Regions from separate parts of the Ovis aries genome. Here all the other regions are linked to region 1. Evidence: chromatin contacts called from public Hi-C data. All regions are on one chromosome and are shown on one strand. Each heading gives the region's core, a stretch centred on a gene start, on an enhancer-like site or on the middle of the called end of the contact. The rest is flanking DNA. Distances are from core to core; before and after follow the strand shown.

Region 1 (4,544 bases), core at 1,510-4,009:
GTAGGAAAACACAGAATCGAAGTGTAACTAGGGTGGTCTCTCCCACCCCCAACTAAGTGCATCTGCTTTCTGAAAATGAATATGATTAGGGCGTGAAAGAGACGTTCTAGTCAGTCACCGTTATTCAGAGGGATGGACGACCCTAGTTTGAAGGAGGGACCGCAGCCGAGATTTTTCTTCCAGTTTTCCAGCACTTCTCATCCAGTTTTACAGTTTTCATTTATGAAGAAATTGGAGCTCATTGGTATTGTATCATCATACATTAAGGAATGTATAATTTAAAGGAAGTCTTATTCTGCTAAGATTTTGTCCAGGCCTTTGAACAGGCTGAGGGACAGATAGGATAATGCTGAGTGCCCCTCCCTGAGTTCTCACTGATGCAGACCCCATGAGCACCTTCTCTTTTGTGGCCCTGGGGCCTGTGCCTCCCAGTCCTACCGATATGGAAGTGGCTCTGGAGGATCCTAAAGAGCTTTGAGGCAGAGGCAGAGCAGACCCATGCATTGAGTCATCTTTCCAGCAGTCACTTCTCCAGCTCCCAGGCGCAGACGCCTCTCACTCCAGCCTCTTCCCTCGGTCCAGCTTTGGGGATTACCATGGTTACCATGGAGAAAGAGGGGAGGTCTGAGCGCTCTCCTTTTGGGCTGCTGTCAGTGATGGTCATGACAGGAGCAGGTACTTTTCAGAGAGTGATAGATGGCGAGAAACGCAAGCATTAAAAAACGTATAGAAAAGAGCCACTCGCCAAAGCATGCCTTTCCTCACACGCATTCTCCTCTCTCATTCTCGTCAAAGAGCAAGGTGATGGCACTGGGGATGATTTCCCATACCTCCCCCTTTGTTTTTTCTCTTTTTTCAATATACCTGTTCCTCATCCCCACCCCCACACTGTTCATGTATATCACAGAATTATGTACATTTACAAGAACACAAAGAAACAACAATCCCTCTACTAGGCCACTGAGGGAGCAAATTCAGGAATACCTCAGAGCCAGCAAGTTCCCTGTAACGGCCAAGTGGAAGTTTCCAAACTCTGCCCGTGTGATGCTAAAATTACCCATCCTCCTCCCCACTCTGGTGCCAGTTCGGTTGCTATAACAACCTGTTGCTACTCAAGAAGCGAAAGTTAGAGTGCTGGGGGCGGTGGCAGGGAGTGAAGGCTATGAATGAGGAGCATTCTTGTGCTAATATGGTGCTTTGGAGGTAGGGAAGATCCTATGGATTTTAGATACCTGAGTTTGGGGGAATTGATTTTTCTTACAGCCAAAGCTGGGTTCTCCAGTGAAACTACAGTAGACGTCAGAGAGGGTGGTTCAGAGTGGGGCTGCTCGAGTCCAAATCCCATTTGTGCTATTCACATATAAACATGGGGCGATTACTGACCTTCTTTTTCCTAAACTGAGAAATGGGGATCATGGTAGTGCTCACCTTACAGAGTTATTATGAGGAAGAAATCAGCGAACCCCTATACAGTGCTCAGAATGCTGTCATAAGGTCATTTGGTATTAGCTGTTCTGTTCCATACACGCAGTTCATTCACAAGATACGATGGAAGCCTGCTGCGTGCCTGGCACTGTGCTCCACATTGCTGTTTGGTGGAGAATAAATGCAGATGTAGTTGCCTTGCTCGTGGCATGCAGGGAGGAAGGCCCTGTACAGAATGGTATAAATAAGCATATGATCTCGCACATGGCAGTGGGTGCTGTGAAGGGTTTCCTTCCTGGGATGTGGGACATGGAAAGCAAGTGGTGTTTTGATAGAAGGAGGTAGGTTTAGATGCTGGACCTCATCGTCACTGCCGCCACCCCGGCTGCCGCCACCACCGTCAGCACGGAATTCTATCAAGCTCTTTCCATGTGCCAGGTGCTCTGCCAAGCACTGGATACGGCTAATCTCATTTAGTCCTGACAGTCCTACCATGGGGTGGGTGTTCTTAATGTTTTTTATGTTAGTCTCTGAGCTGAAAGGGAAAACTGGAGGCATTATCTGATTTAGTCATCCTGAATTTATAGATCAGGAAATTGAGTCCTGGAGGGACAGAGGTTTGTACGGAGTTGGGAATCATTACCAGGATCCTAACTCTGTCTTGGATCCATTTTGCCAACTACTGTGTACCCTCTGGAAGTCAGTGAATACTGTCTTGGTACCTGAGTTGGCTGAGTCTTACTACCTTCCTGTCTAAAGAACATTATCTCAGTCTTAGTGGAGTTATGCCCCCAGAGAGCTTGTTTCTGTTTTCTCAGGACAGGAACCGCTTCCTGTTCCCTTAAGCTCTGGCTGTCCTCTTGAGCATGGAATGTGGAGGCTCAAGTTGCCAGAAAGTCACAGAATGTCAATGACTCATGTTCCCAGGCCTCTTCTCACCTCTGGTCAGCTGGACTGTGCTGGCACAGGGTTGTCTTTTGGGGGTTGCCGACAAGGCTGGTGAAAGGGCTGTAAGAGTATTAAGCAGAGTTGGAACCGCAGCTCCAAGCCACTAGATTTCTGTGAAGGAAAAGCATTGAGTCAAGTGTCTTGCCTATACCTTTCCTATTTGAAGGATTAATGTGTCCTCTGGCTTTGTCTCCACTTGCTTTTACATGTTTTTTCATGTATGTAAGACTTTCAAACAAAATTCAGATTTGTAGAAATGGACGCATGCCAGCTCAAATGGATAAATGATGATTCTGCCCATTTTGTGAGGCTTAGAGTCTTGGCGTTGACCCGATGAATGACGTTCTGATGCCACGGGTGCTTGTCGGCACTTCAGGTGATGGTCTCTTGGCGTCTCCGTGACGCTTAGGCTCTGGGTGTTCTGCCAGCTGCATGTGTCAGTCCCCTCCCGCTCACTAGGTGAGCAGCGCTTTGATCACACTTCCCCTCCCCAGGGAGGCCTCTCCAGAACATTTGTCTGCAAGAATCTTTGGGGCTGCACCCTGTTCCCTTCATGGACCTGTGGCAGTCTGAAATCGTGCTGTTTGTTTCCTGGTTAATTGTGTTTCTCCTTCTGCTTGAACACCCCCACCATGAGGGTGGGGCCTTTTCTGCCTTATATTTCCAGTGCCTGAAGGATCCTTACATAGAGTGTTTGCTCATTACATCATCATTAAATGAAGAGAGGTCTCAGCTTCCTTATCTGGCCACAACATTTTTTTCTCCTCTTATAAGCCTTGGAGTTGCAGAAAAATATCTCCGGTGGAATCCCCAAAAATCAAAAGCAGGAGTGATGCACCCAGTTAGTGCATTTGATCCTGTTTATCAGGCCATGGTGGACCTTCCTCCAGCCCCCTTGCCTGCCATCCCCACTGAAATGTGGAGGGAAGAGAAACCACCTACGACAGTATGTCCAGGTGTGGGCTTAGAAGCAGCTTGTCTTGGGCTCAGACTCCAGCTCTTGTCACTCTCTGGAACTTTTTACAGAAGTTAACCTCCTGCATCTAAGTTTTCTTATCTGTAAAATAGGGAATAGAAACTCAGTGACTTTGGGAGAGCAGGGATTATTACTTGCAATACAGTGTTTACATACATATATTTTTTATTTTGAAAGCAATCATATAGGATAATAGACATCTCCCTAATGGAGGAAAACATCACTCATTATCCCATTTGCTATCTCAGGTATTTTCACTGAAGTGCCTTCCCACCTAATGTTTGTCTGCAGGTAGACACATCCTTTGTAGGATGCAACAAGTTTGTATCATGCTGTCACTACTTTTCATTACATTGTGAGCATCCTTCCATATGATAGCTAGCCTTCCAAGTTATGTGTATTGAGTACCTCATATTTTAATTATCCCAAATTCTATTCTTAGGCAGCAATGTTACTCTTGCTTTTTTTTTTTTTGGTTATTATAAATGCTGCTACAGTGAACACATCTGGGAAGATAACATCTTCTTTGTTTTGAATGATTCCTTACCTTGAAGATCCATATGTGATATTATTGCATCAAGGATGTTTAGGTCTCCAAATTAAACAGTGCTTTTTGAACGTGGTTAAAGCTTGATCTACCATTAGTTCAGACTTGTCCCCTTTGAGGTGTATGTAGACCTTCCTGTTTGGGGATTAGCTTTACAGATAACTTTCCTTCTTCCTTTGGCTTTGAACATCCTTGTGAGTTATAAACTAGAAATTTCTATCTTACAACTGAAGTTTTTAGAAGGTGGAGTCCTGACTCTGCCACTATGAAATACTGGTGTCTACCTCGTTTCTGGTATTGCAGTGGCTCCTCTATGGTAGACCCTCAGAGCGGTCAGGATATTGATGTGTGGTTGTTTGGTTTCATGGGCATTATTGGAAGAGTAGGAGCTGGGTGGTCTGCCACATTTCTGAGTCTAAGGGAATGATTAACCCGTGAAGATCAACAGGAAGAGTCTGACCCTGGGTTGCTTTCATTCCTGGAACATCTTATTTTTCTTTTTTCTTTCTCTTATCCTCTTTTTTTTTTGCCAGGAGGCCAAAAAGAAGTATGACAAGGAGACAGAGAAGTATTGTGGCATTTTAGAAAAACACTTGAATTTGTCTTCCAAGAAGAAAGAGTCTCAGCTTCAGGAGGTAAGAGACTTTA
Region 2 (4,544 bases), core at 896-3,395, 200 kb before region 1:
GGTTTTTCCAGTAGTCATGTATGGGTGTGAGAGTTGGACCATCAAGAAAGCTGAGTGGCAAAGAATTGATGCTTTTGAACTGTGGTATTGGAGAAGACTCTTGAGAGTCCCTTGAACTGCAAGGAAATCAAACTAGTCAATCCTAAAGGAAATAAGTCCTGAATATTCATTGGAAGGACTGATGCTGAAGCTGAAGCTCCAATACTTTGGCCACCTGATGCAAAGAACTGACTCATTAGAAAAGACTGTGATGCTGGGAAAGATTGAGGGCAGGAGGAGAAGGGGACAACAGAGGATGAGATGGTTGGATGGCATCACCAACTCAATGGACATGAGTGTGAGCAAGCTCTGGGAGTTAGTGATGGACAGGGAGGCCTGGGGTGCTCCAGTCCATGGGGTTGCAAACAGTCAGACACAACTGAGTGACTGAACTGAACTGGCCAAAGTGTTGGAGCTTCAGCTTCAGCATCAGTCCTTCCAGTGAATTTTCAGGGTTAATTTCCTTTAAGATTGACTGGTTTGATCCCTTGCTGTCCAGGAACTCTCAAGAGTCTTCTCCAGCACCACAGTTTGAAAGCATCAATTCTTTGGTGCTCAGCCTTCTTTATCTTCTGATTCTCACATAGAGGATATGAAAATTAGTTTGTTTTTTCTGTTTTACTGTGACTTCTAGAAAATGTAAAATTATATATATGGCTTGTATTTGTGACTTGCTTTATACTGCTATGGGACTGTGCTGGTTGGTTCAGCCACACACTCCCCTGTCCCAGCCAGATCTAACTGGTATTAACCATGACCTTGGACAAGTTGTTTAATCCATGGAAGCTCCATTTTCCTCATTAGTAAGAAAGTGTTTGTAGGAGTTAAAGAGGGTAATTAAAAAGCATTAGTAGAGTGCCTTTCCTAGAGTAGGTAGTCAACGAATGTAAGCCGTTATTTTTTGTTGTTAGTTAAACCCATAGAACTGAAAATTTACTGTAGGTCAGTAGCATCTTGTATTAAAGGCAATACTATGGGACACTGTCACAGTCTATCAAGTGAGAGAGGAAATCTACCCACCTTTTAGAGCAGTGGTTCTCAGGTGCTAATGCCTGAGAGGGGTGCTACTGTCATCTAGTGGGTAGAGGACAGGGATGGATATTGCTAAACATCCTACAACTTACAGAATAGCTCCCACCCCCCAAAACACATACACAGAAAATTATCAGGTCAGAATATGAGTAGGGCCCAAGGTGAGAAGCCCTAAATTAGAAGCTTTGGGTTGCTTGCAACTTACACTGATTGATGGTCAGGTTCTAGCGTATGTATGATGTAAAGAGAAACTGCAAATGCCATCCAGTTGCCTGCCTCCCAGCCAGCAGCAGCATCGTCATCCAGGAAGTTATTAGAAATGCAGATTCTCAGGCTCCATCTCAGTCCTGCTGAATCAGAATCCCTGGAGGTGGAGCCCAAAAATCTATGGTTTAACAAGCCCTCCAGCAGATGCTGAGATGCTAATATACTATAAAGGCTGAGAAGCCTGCTCAGCTGACATTTTCCTGGTTACCATTTCCTGCACATCCCAGGCCTGAGCAGCAGGTGGCAGCAAAGCCTATAAGGATGTTGTAATTCCTGCAAGAAACTTGTGCTTTTGCCAAATCAGTTGGTACGAGCTGGGCGCCAAAGTGTTTTCACACTAGATCACAGTTAATAATGCCAGCTTTCTCATTTCAGGGAAGTCAGAGGGGAAATGGTTCATAGTCATCCTAAGGTCCCTTCTTAGGCACATAGTGCTTCCAGGGCTTTGAAATTGTCCAGTTCTAATGTCTGTTACAAAGGCATCTTCTCCAACAGAGAATTTAGTGAGTAATCCGGTTTGGACTGTTCTCCTAAAATACTTCTCACCCTGTAAAATCCCAAAGCCAAGAGAATAAATCATTTCTGCTGTCCTCAGGCAACTTTGTGCCAAGTATTCAACTCATTACCCATCTGAAAGGACCCTTGGCCCTTCCTCATGGACTAGATCTAGTGAATGATGAACATCTCAAGTTTCCAGGGATCTTTTGCCTGGCAGAAAAAAAACTAAATTTGTTCAACAACCTTTGTTAAGGGTAAAAGTGAGCAAATTTCAGTTCAGGTAATTTTCCATTTGTGCCACAAGGGGGCACCCTCCACACCGTCGTAGGCATTTATGGTCTGGATTAAGGCCCTGAAAACGGAAGGTTGAGTGACCTGCTAGGCAGGGAAGAGTGGAGCAGGGAGCAGTTACTTTTCTTCCATCAAGTAGCTGAATGATGTGGCTTCAGAGTTAGACTTCAGTCCTGGACTCTGGGCTTCCCTGGTGACTCAGACAGTAAAGAATCTGCCTGCAATGCTGGAGACCTGAGTTTGATCCCTGGGTTGGGAAAATGCTCTGGAGAAGGGAATGGCTACCCACTCCAGTACTCTCGCCTGGAGAATTCCGTGAACAGAGTAGCCGAGCCGGCTAAGTTCATGGGGTCGCAAAGAGTCAGATGAGACTTAACGACTAACACCACACAACCTTGGACTGTAGAGCTAGGTTTCTCAAAAGTGTGATCCTTGGTCCAACTACCTGGGAAGTAGTTGGAAAAGCAAACTCTTGGCCCCATCTCAGATAGCTGTATCCGAGGCCTTGGAGGCGGGGCAGCCATTTCTTTTAACAAGCAGGCCCCACTCTCCCCCAAGGTGATTGCTCTGCAGGCTTTAGCTTGAGCACCACTGCTCTCCAGTCCAAAGCATCTCCCTGGTTATTGGCTGGGAGGCAAAACCACCTTCCTATCTGATCTCATCACACTTCTGCCAGGAAGTGAAATCTAAGAGCCCACCTTCTTGATGCCCAACATCTTCTTCAGGTCACTTACCTGAGAACACCTGAGGATACTGAGGTCTGTCATTGTGCATGAACCTGTGGAATCTCTGGCTCTGGGAGATACAAAGGAGTGCTGAGTTGGACGTCTGTCCTCATGGAGCTTCCACTCTTCCTGTAGAAGATAGGATTGCCACAGAAAACCAAAGACCGAGGGAGTCCCGAAGGGTGTGGTTCTGGCTACAGGGGGAAGCCGCGTGGAAGCTCCCTATACGCCAAATTCCCTTCCTGACCTTGGGCTTCCATTCTTTCCCAGTGCTGCTGCAGCTCCTCCCTTTCTCCTTCCTGTGCAACTGACCCCGCTGGGTTAGCCCTGATTTTCTCTTCCTTTTTCCCCTAACCTCTCACAGCTCTTGTCTTATTTCTCCCACCCCATTCTGGTTTTGTTTAAAATCACAAAAGTTCAGGGCCAGGTCCAGCAGGGGTGGGGACCCCAGGGGAGCAGGGGGAAAGGAGAGAACAGAGTGGACAAAGGCAGGTTTCCTTTGGGGTAAAGCCCAAGAACCTCTGACTGCACTGGAATCCTGGTTGCTCCTGCCCATCACGCCATGCAAGTCTGGGGGATTGAGAGCACCCCAGGCTGCAGAGTGTGGGAGAAGTGGCTGTACCTGAGCTTAGCTTTGGCAGGTGAGCAGAAGGGAGGGAGGGGCCATGCCAGCCCCGTAGCAGGGAGGAGCTGAGGTGTGATGGGGAGTCATGAGAAGTAAGACCGGATGGGTCTCCAAATTGAGAAGATGACAAAGTTTGACTTCGATGATGGAGGTACTAGAGAGCTATACTAGATTTTTGAACAGAGGAGAACTGTGCATAATAATAAACTGTATTGGTATTGAGAAGGTATCATACATGACAGGGGGTGCAAACTCAAATACCTATAATGTGAAGCAGGCCAAGTAAGAAGCAGTGGGCATGGAAGGTACTGGGGAAGCTAGAGAGCTGATGCCTGCCAAGATGAGCAGTTAGTATACAAATCCAGACAATTACTGCCATGGAGAGATAGAAGCCCATAGTAGCCATCTCTTCTAGTTTCTCAAGAGAAGTCAGAACTCTGGATTTTTTCCTTAATATGAAGTTCCTTCAGTATTAAATATGGCTAATTAAAAATGTAAAAATCTGGGCCTCTTGTTGGCCAGTTCTCACATGCATTTTTGGGTCTGACCTGGGGGTTTGTACCATAGTCTCAAAATACTATACTGTTTCTTCCTCCCTCAGTCTTTTGTTATCAAATCCATCCATTATGAACAAAAAATAAATACAACATTCGTCTATAAGTGGGACTATCTCATTGATCCCCCCACAATCCTGTAAGATGAGTTAGTCCCGCTTATGGATGGGACTCGGCCTCAGAGAGGTACAGTCACTGGCTCTGCATCACATAGTTACCAAGTTGGGAGCCAGAATTCAAATTCAGGTGGTCAGATTCCTGAGTCATGCATTTATCCTATGTGTTATGGCCCTTCCTGTATAGTTCTGTTAGCATATTTTTGTCCTGTTTTTCTCTCTTCCAAGCATGAGTGATATTCATGAGGTTATATTTACCATCTTGTATTAAAATACCAGTTCTGCTCTTTCTATTGCTCATACCCTTGGTATATAAAGCATGTGAGTCAGTTCTGGTCAGTTTGACAGACGTTTATTGGAAACCAATCATGTGCCATGTAGGGAGGTGGACACCAGT
Region 3 (4,544 bases), core at 1,211-3,710, 140 kb before region 1:
GGTGATGCCATCCAACCATCTCATCCTCTGTCGTTCCCTTCTCCTCTGGCCCTCAATTTTTCCCAGCATCAGGGCCTTTTCAAATGAGTCAGCTCTTTACATCAGGTGGCCAAAGTATTGGGGTTTCAGCTTCAACATCAGCCCTTCCAATGAACACTCAGGACTGATCTCCTTTAGGATGGACTGGTTGGACCTCCTTGCAGTCCAAGGGATTCTCAAGAGTCTTCTCCAACACCACAATTCAAAAGTATCAATTCTTTAGCACTCAGCTTTCTTTATAGTCCAACTCTCACATCCATATATGACTACTGGAAAAACCGTAGCCTTGACTAGACGGACCTTTGTTGGCAAAGTAATGCCTCTGCTTTTTAATATGCTGTCTAGGTTGGTCATAACTTTACTGCCAAGGAGTAAGCGTCTTAATTTCATGGCTGCAGTGACCATCAGTGACTTTGGAGCCCCCTAAAATAAAGCCTCTCACTGTTTCCGCTGTTTCCCCATCTATTTGCCATGAAATGATGGGACTGGATGCCATGATCTTAGTTTTCTAAATGTTGAGCTTTAAGCCAACTCTTCCACTCTCCTCATTTCACTTTCATGAAGAGGCTCTTTAGTTCTTCGCTTTCTGCCATAAGGGTGGTGTCATCTGCATATCTGAGGTTATTGATATTTCTCCTGGCAATCTTGATTAACCCAGTCAAGCTCTTCCCCAAATTCCTGATCCACAGAGATTAGGAGAGAAAATACAATGATCATATTTTGCTTTAATCTATTAAGTTTTGGTGTGATTTGTTATGTATTACTTAAGAGCCAGAACACCTACTTTTAAGTGCTCAAGATATAGCATTAAGCAGATTTAGTTTCATGGAATTCCATTCCACATCTTTCTCATTCTTGGCAACTGAGGAACAACTATTTTCAGACTTTTAATTATCCATTTGATAACTGTTTGGGCCTGCTATCAAATCTAAATTTGTAGCTACAACTGGCAAACAGATCACATTCATTCATTCATGCATTTAATAAATCAATACCTCCATGTAGATGACTTCTCTAGCTCCCGAGTTAGCATTGCCTTCTCAACGTTCCCAACTTACTATGCAGCATTGCTATTGCTTGTCGCTTTTCTATCCCACTAACCAGTAGCAGACAGGTTCATTCTGTGTTATTCATCTTCGCATCTTTAGTATCTAGTCTAGTGCCTGCACATAGCAGACCTATGTAAAAACAAAAACAAAGACAACCAAACAAACAAAAAACAAGCCACATACACACACACAAAACCACCTAACTGGAGGGCTCCTCCTTCCTAGACATACGAATAATTTATTCAAAGACAGTCCCTTTCCTCTAGCACTTCATAGTTCAGCACTGGACACTGTGGGATCCAGACTGACAGGTGCAGTTAGTGAGCTGCCTGGATTGATTACTGTGGTGGAACCCAAGGGCAATAGGGCAACACATTACAGGAAAGTGGAAAGTGGAGAAAGACACGGGAACGGATCCATTCGTTTATTCCACAAATCCTTATCAATCGCCGTTGCACATATAGCACAAGGGAAGCGCTCAGTATCTGTTACTAGATGCCAGCCACTGTTCTAGGCGTTAGGGATGCCGCAGCGCACAAGAAAGCGGCGGTGGCTCATTTCGTAGTCTTGAAGCTCACAGTATTTATTGCAAAGGACTACAGGCAGTGGACGTAATTATGTAAAATTGTGTGAGGTGCCCAGCAGGAAAACAGGCGGCTGAAATTCTTGAAAGGATGTTAGATCTTTCGGTTGGGGGCAGCCGTGGGCGGGTTTTGAGCAGGAGTGGCCTTGAGGGGGCCGGACTGTAGGGGGCGGGAAGACTGCAGGCCAGAAGAGCTGGTAGTTTTAAGATGTAAGTATGTTTTGCTTGAGTGGAAGAAGGAGCTTGTGTCTAGGGGCGACGTGGTCGCTTGGTACGCTCGGGGTTCTCCTGGGACGTGCGCGAGTGCTAAGTCGCTTCAGTTGTGTCCGACTGGGGAATGCATTTTGAGTGTAAGCACGATTGCCTCAGCCTTAGGGGAACTGCAGCCCTAAATTCCTAGATTTTTCATGTTCGGCACATCTAGGCTCCTCCGCTTCCCAGATATGCAGACGCACCGTCTCCGGCTCGGATCCCGGCCGCTGCGCTGGCCCATTCGGCAGCAATCTTCGTTCCTTCCCGGCTCCGACTGTGCAACCCAGAGCAGACGGGAGAGGGCGGAGCTTGTGCTGCGGACCTAGGCGGTGGCGTGGGCCACGCCCCCGACTTAGACCCCGCCTCTGGACCCCGTTGATTGGGTTATGGTCGCGGAAGGGCCGGGCATCCTCGGAAGGCCCGTGGGTAGGGCTGAGACGGGGTTCTGATTGGCTTGGCTGGGATTAGGTCATTGCTAGCAGGTTCGTCCGGCTCGGACGCCGGCTGGGCGGCCGAGGCTGCTGTGAGAGGGCGCTCGAAGCTGCAGGAGAGCGAACTGGCGAGGGAGGCGGGCAGGCGGCTGCTGCACTCGCTCGACTGGTCGTTCCCTTCCCGTCGCCGCTGCGGGTCCTCAGCTGCTCTTCCTGCTCCGCGCCCTCTCGGTTACACGCCGTTGGAGCAGACGCTCTTCGTTCGCCTCCAGGCTCTGTTCAGGAATCGTGCGCGCCCGCGGACACCGCGCTGAGACCGAGCCGGCGCCACACCTGTGGAGCCGGCGGCCGTCGGGGGTGCCGGCCAGGGTCTCGCCGCGTGCGTGCTCCGGGCTGCGGGCCGCCGGAGCCCTGGGGGAGGCGCGCCCCCCGGCTGGGCGCCGCGGACACCATGGGGCTGCCCGCGCTCGAATTCAGTGACTGCTGCCTCGACAGCCCTCACTTCCGAGAGACGCTGAAGTCGCACGAAGCGGAGCTGGACAAGACCAACAAATTCATCAAGGAGCTCATCAAGGACGGGAAGTCACTCATCAGCGCGCTCAAGAGTGAGTGCCCGGGAGCCTGGCGGGGACGGTGCTCCGGGGCGGGAGGGGCCGTCGGGCGGCGCTCAGACCTAGGGGTCCCGCGCCCGGCTGGATTTCTGCCCCCGGGCGCTGAGGGACGGGCGTAGACCTTTGTCGCGAAGCGGAAAGGATACGTAAAATGGGCGAGCTAGCAACAAGACAGTGAAGGCAGAGACCCGTCACCCGGCCGTTTGCGTTCCGAGGGGACTGGGAGGTGACCGAGCGCGAGTAGCGCTCTGGGGCGCCGCGGGTGGGTGTGCGCGTCACACAGGTGTCTCAGGAGTGGGACTGGAGTGCCTGGAGCACCGTAGCATATTGGGAAACCCCTTCGCGTCCACGACTCCGGCTTCCTTGGGGGAGAGTTGCTCACCCCTGAGTGCCCAGCCGTGGGAATGGAGCGTGCCCTGCCAAGGGGGCGCTGCCTCCCCTCAGGAAAAGGCGGGTTGTGCCTGCTTCACTCCCGCCTGCTCAGGGCCGCCGGGGTCTCCGAGAGATCTCCTTCCCTTCCCAGAAAAGGGCTGGGTAGGGTGGTTGGTCAGCTCGCGATTCTTTGGAATAGTGGCAGCTTTTAACCCACCAGATCTAGAATCAGGGCCACGTACGTGTGCAGGTTCTGATTCTTGTGTTTAGCAGAAGGTGATAGGGGTGGGAGTACAGAATCAGAGTGTTCCTTTACTCTAAACTGTGGGCGAGGGTTTAAAAATAGAACGAACATATCCTCTCCCTCTCTCGCTCCCTCACTCTGCTTTTTTTACCTCTCCCAATATCCTTGAAAACTCAAAGGTTTGGGAAGGAATGTCCTCGATCTTCGCTCAGAAAGAAGTTTAAACTTATCCTTAGAGATTTTCGAACCTTTTGCAAAACCATTTTTGCAAATTTCCCTTTGGCAGGGGAGAAATGAAATTTACATTCTGTGTATGATTTCCCTTGTCATTTGCAGAGCCAGAGAGTGTCTCCTTCTGGCCAAACGAGTGCTCTAGGGATGGATGCCTTGGATTGCTGAGCTCCTTTTTTTGGGTGCCTTTCCTGTCTACCCATTTAAGAATAATTTGGTCCATCTTTTATTTTTAAGAATCAGAAATAACATAAAGGCAGATAGTGGAATTGTCTTTCACTTGACTTTTCCTTTCTCTTTGCTGCATTTCTTAATAGGTGATATCTTTCAACTAGGAAAGCTTGTCTTGGCAGAGTGCAGCCGTGGGCCTGAGAATTGTCACCAAGTCTCTTTGAAGGAGACTTAAAGTCAAGTGCCTGAGATGTCATTTTGTGAGCCTGTTGTTTCTAAAGATGAAGAAGACAGAGGAGCCCCAGGGCAGCAAGTGGTAGTCTTTTGAGGTGAAATAAAAGTAGAACTTTGGTGTGCTGAGGCTCTTCAGAGGCAGGGTCTCTGTTGGAGGTTGTGACCAGAAGCAAATGAATAGACTCTTCTTTTGTTGATGACCAGGGCCGTCCTTAGAATATGTGACCCCTAGTTTGGACTAAGTTAGGGGCTCACTTACAGGTTGGGCCCACACATTTTGTTTGAATCTCAGACTGGCTTTAATTGGGCCTCTGCTTTATTCAGCAA

What was found. Hi-C and Micro-C count contacts between places; a contact is called where the count stands out from the background.
Region 2: a contact with region 1 is called in a Hi-C map of tail adipose tissue, with 8 times the contacts expected there. The contact joins two enhancer-like sites. A contact is called at or near these places in 13 of 16 Hi-C or Micro-C datasets (blood, liver, mesenteric adipose tissue and 6 more).
Region 3: a Hi-C map of tail adipose tissue shows a contact between it and region 1, with 4 times the contacts expected there. The contact joins the promoter of ARHGAP26 here to the enhancer-like site in region 1. A contact is called at or near these places in 8 of 16 Hi-C or Micro-C datasets (blood, hypothalamus, liver and 5 more).

The regions. Positions count from the first base shown.
Region 1 is chr5:51,595,167-51,599,710 of ARS-UI_Ramb_v3.0, forward strand. It overlaps ARHGAP26 (Rho GTPase activating protein 26), which reads left to right. Exons shown (of 22, transcript XM_012178665.5): 5 at 4,430-4,531. Among named protein-coding and RNA genes, the nearest start is that of ARHGAP26, 140 kb to the left of the region's middle. Within about 2 kb of position 2,760, at least 16 of the 54 cell types and tissues checked have an H3K27ac peak or open chromatin away from gene starts, as enhancers often do. A contact at or near this core is called in muscle and tail adipose tissue, where this site is marked.
Region 2 is chr5:51,399,821-51,404,364 of ARS-UI_Ramb_v3.0, forward strand. No RefSeq gene overlaps it. Among named protein-coding and RNA genes, the nearest start is that of FGF1, 19 kb to the left of the region's middle. Within about 2 kb of position 2,146, at least 9 of the 54 cell types and tissues checked have an H3K27ac peak or open chromatin away from gene starts, as enhancers often do. A contact at or near this core is called in muscle and tail adipose tissue, where this site is marked.
Region 3 is chr5:51,458,647-51,463,190 of ARS-UI_Ramb_v3.0, forward strand. It overlaps ARHGAP26 (Rho GTPase activating protein 26), which reads left to right and starts at 2,461. Exons shown (of 22, transcript XM_012178665.5): 1 at 2,461-2,959. The coding sequence starts at 2,806.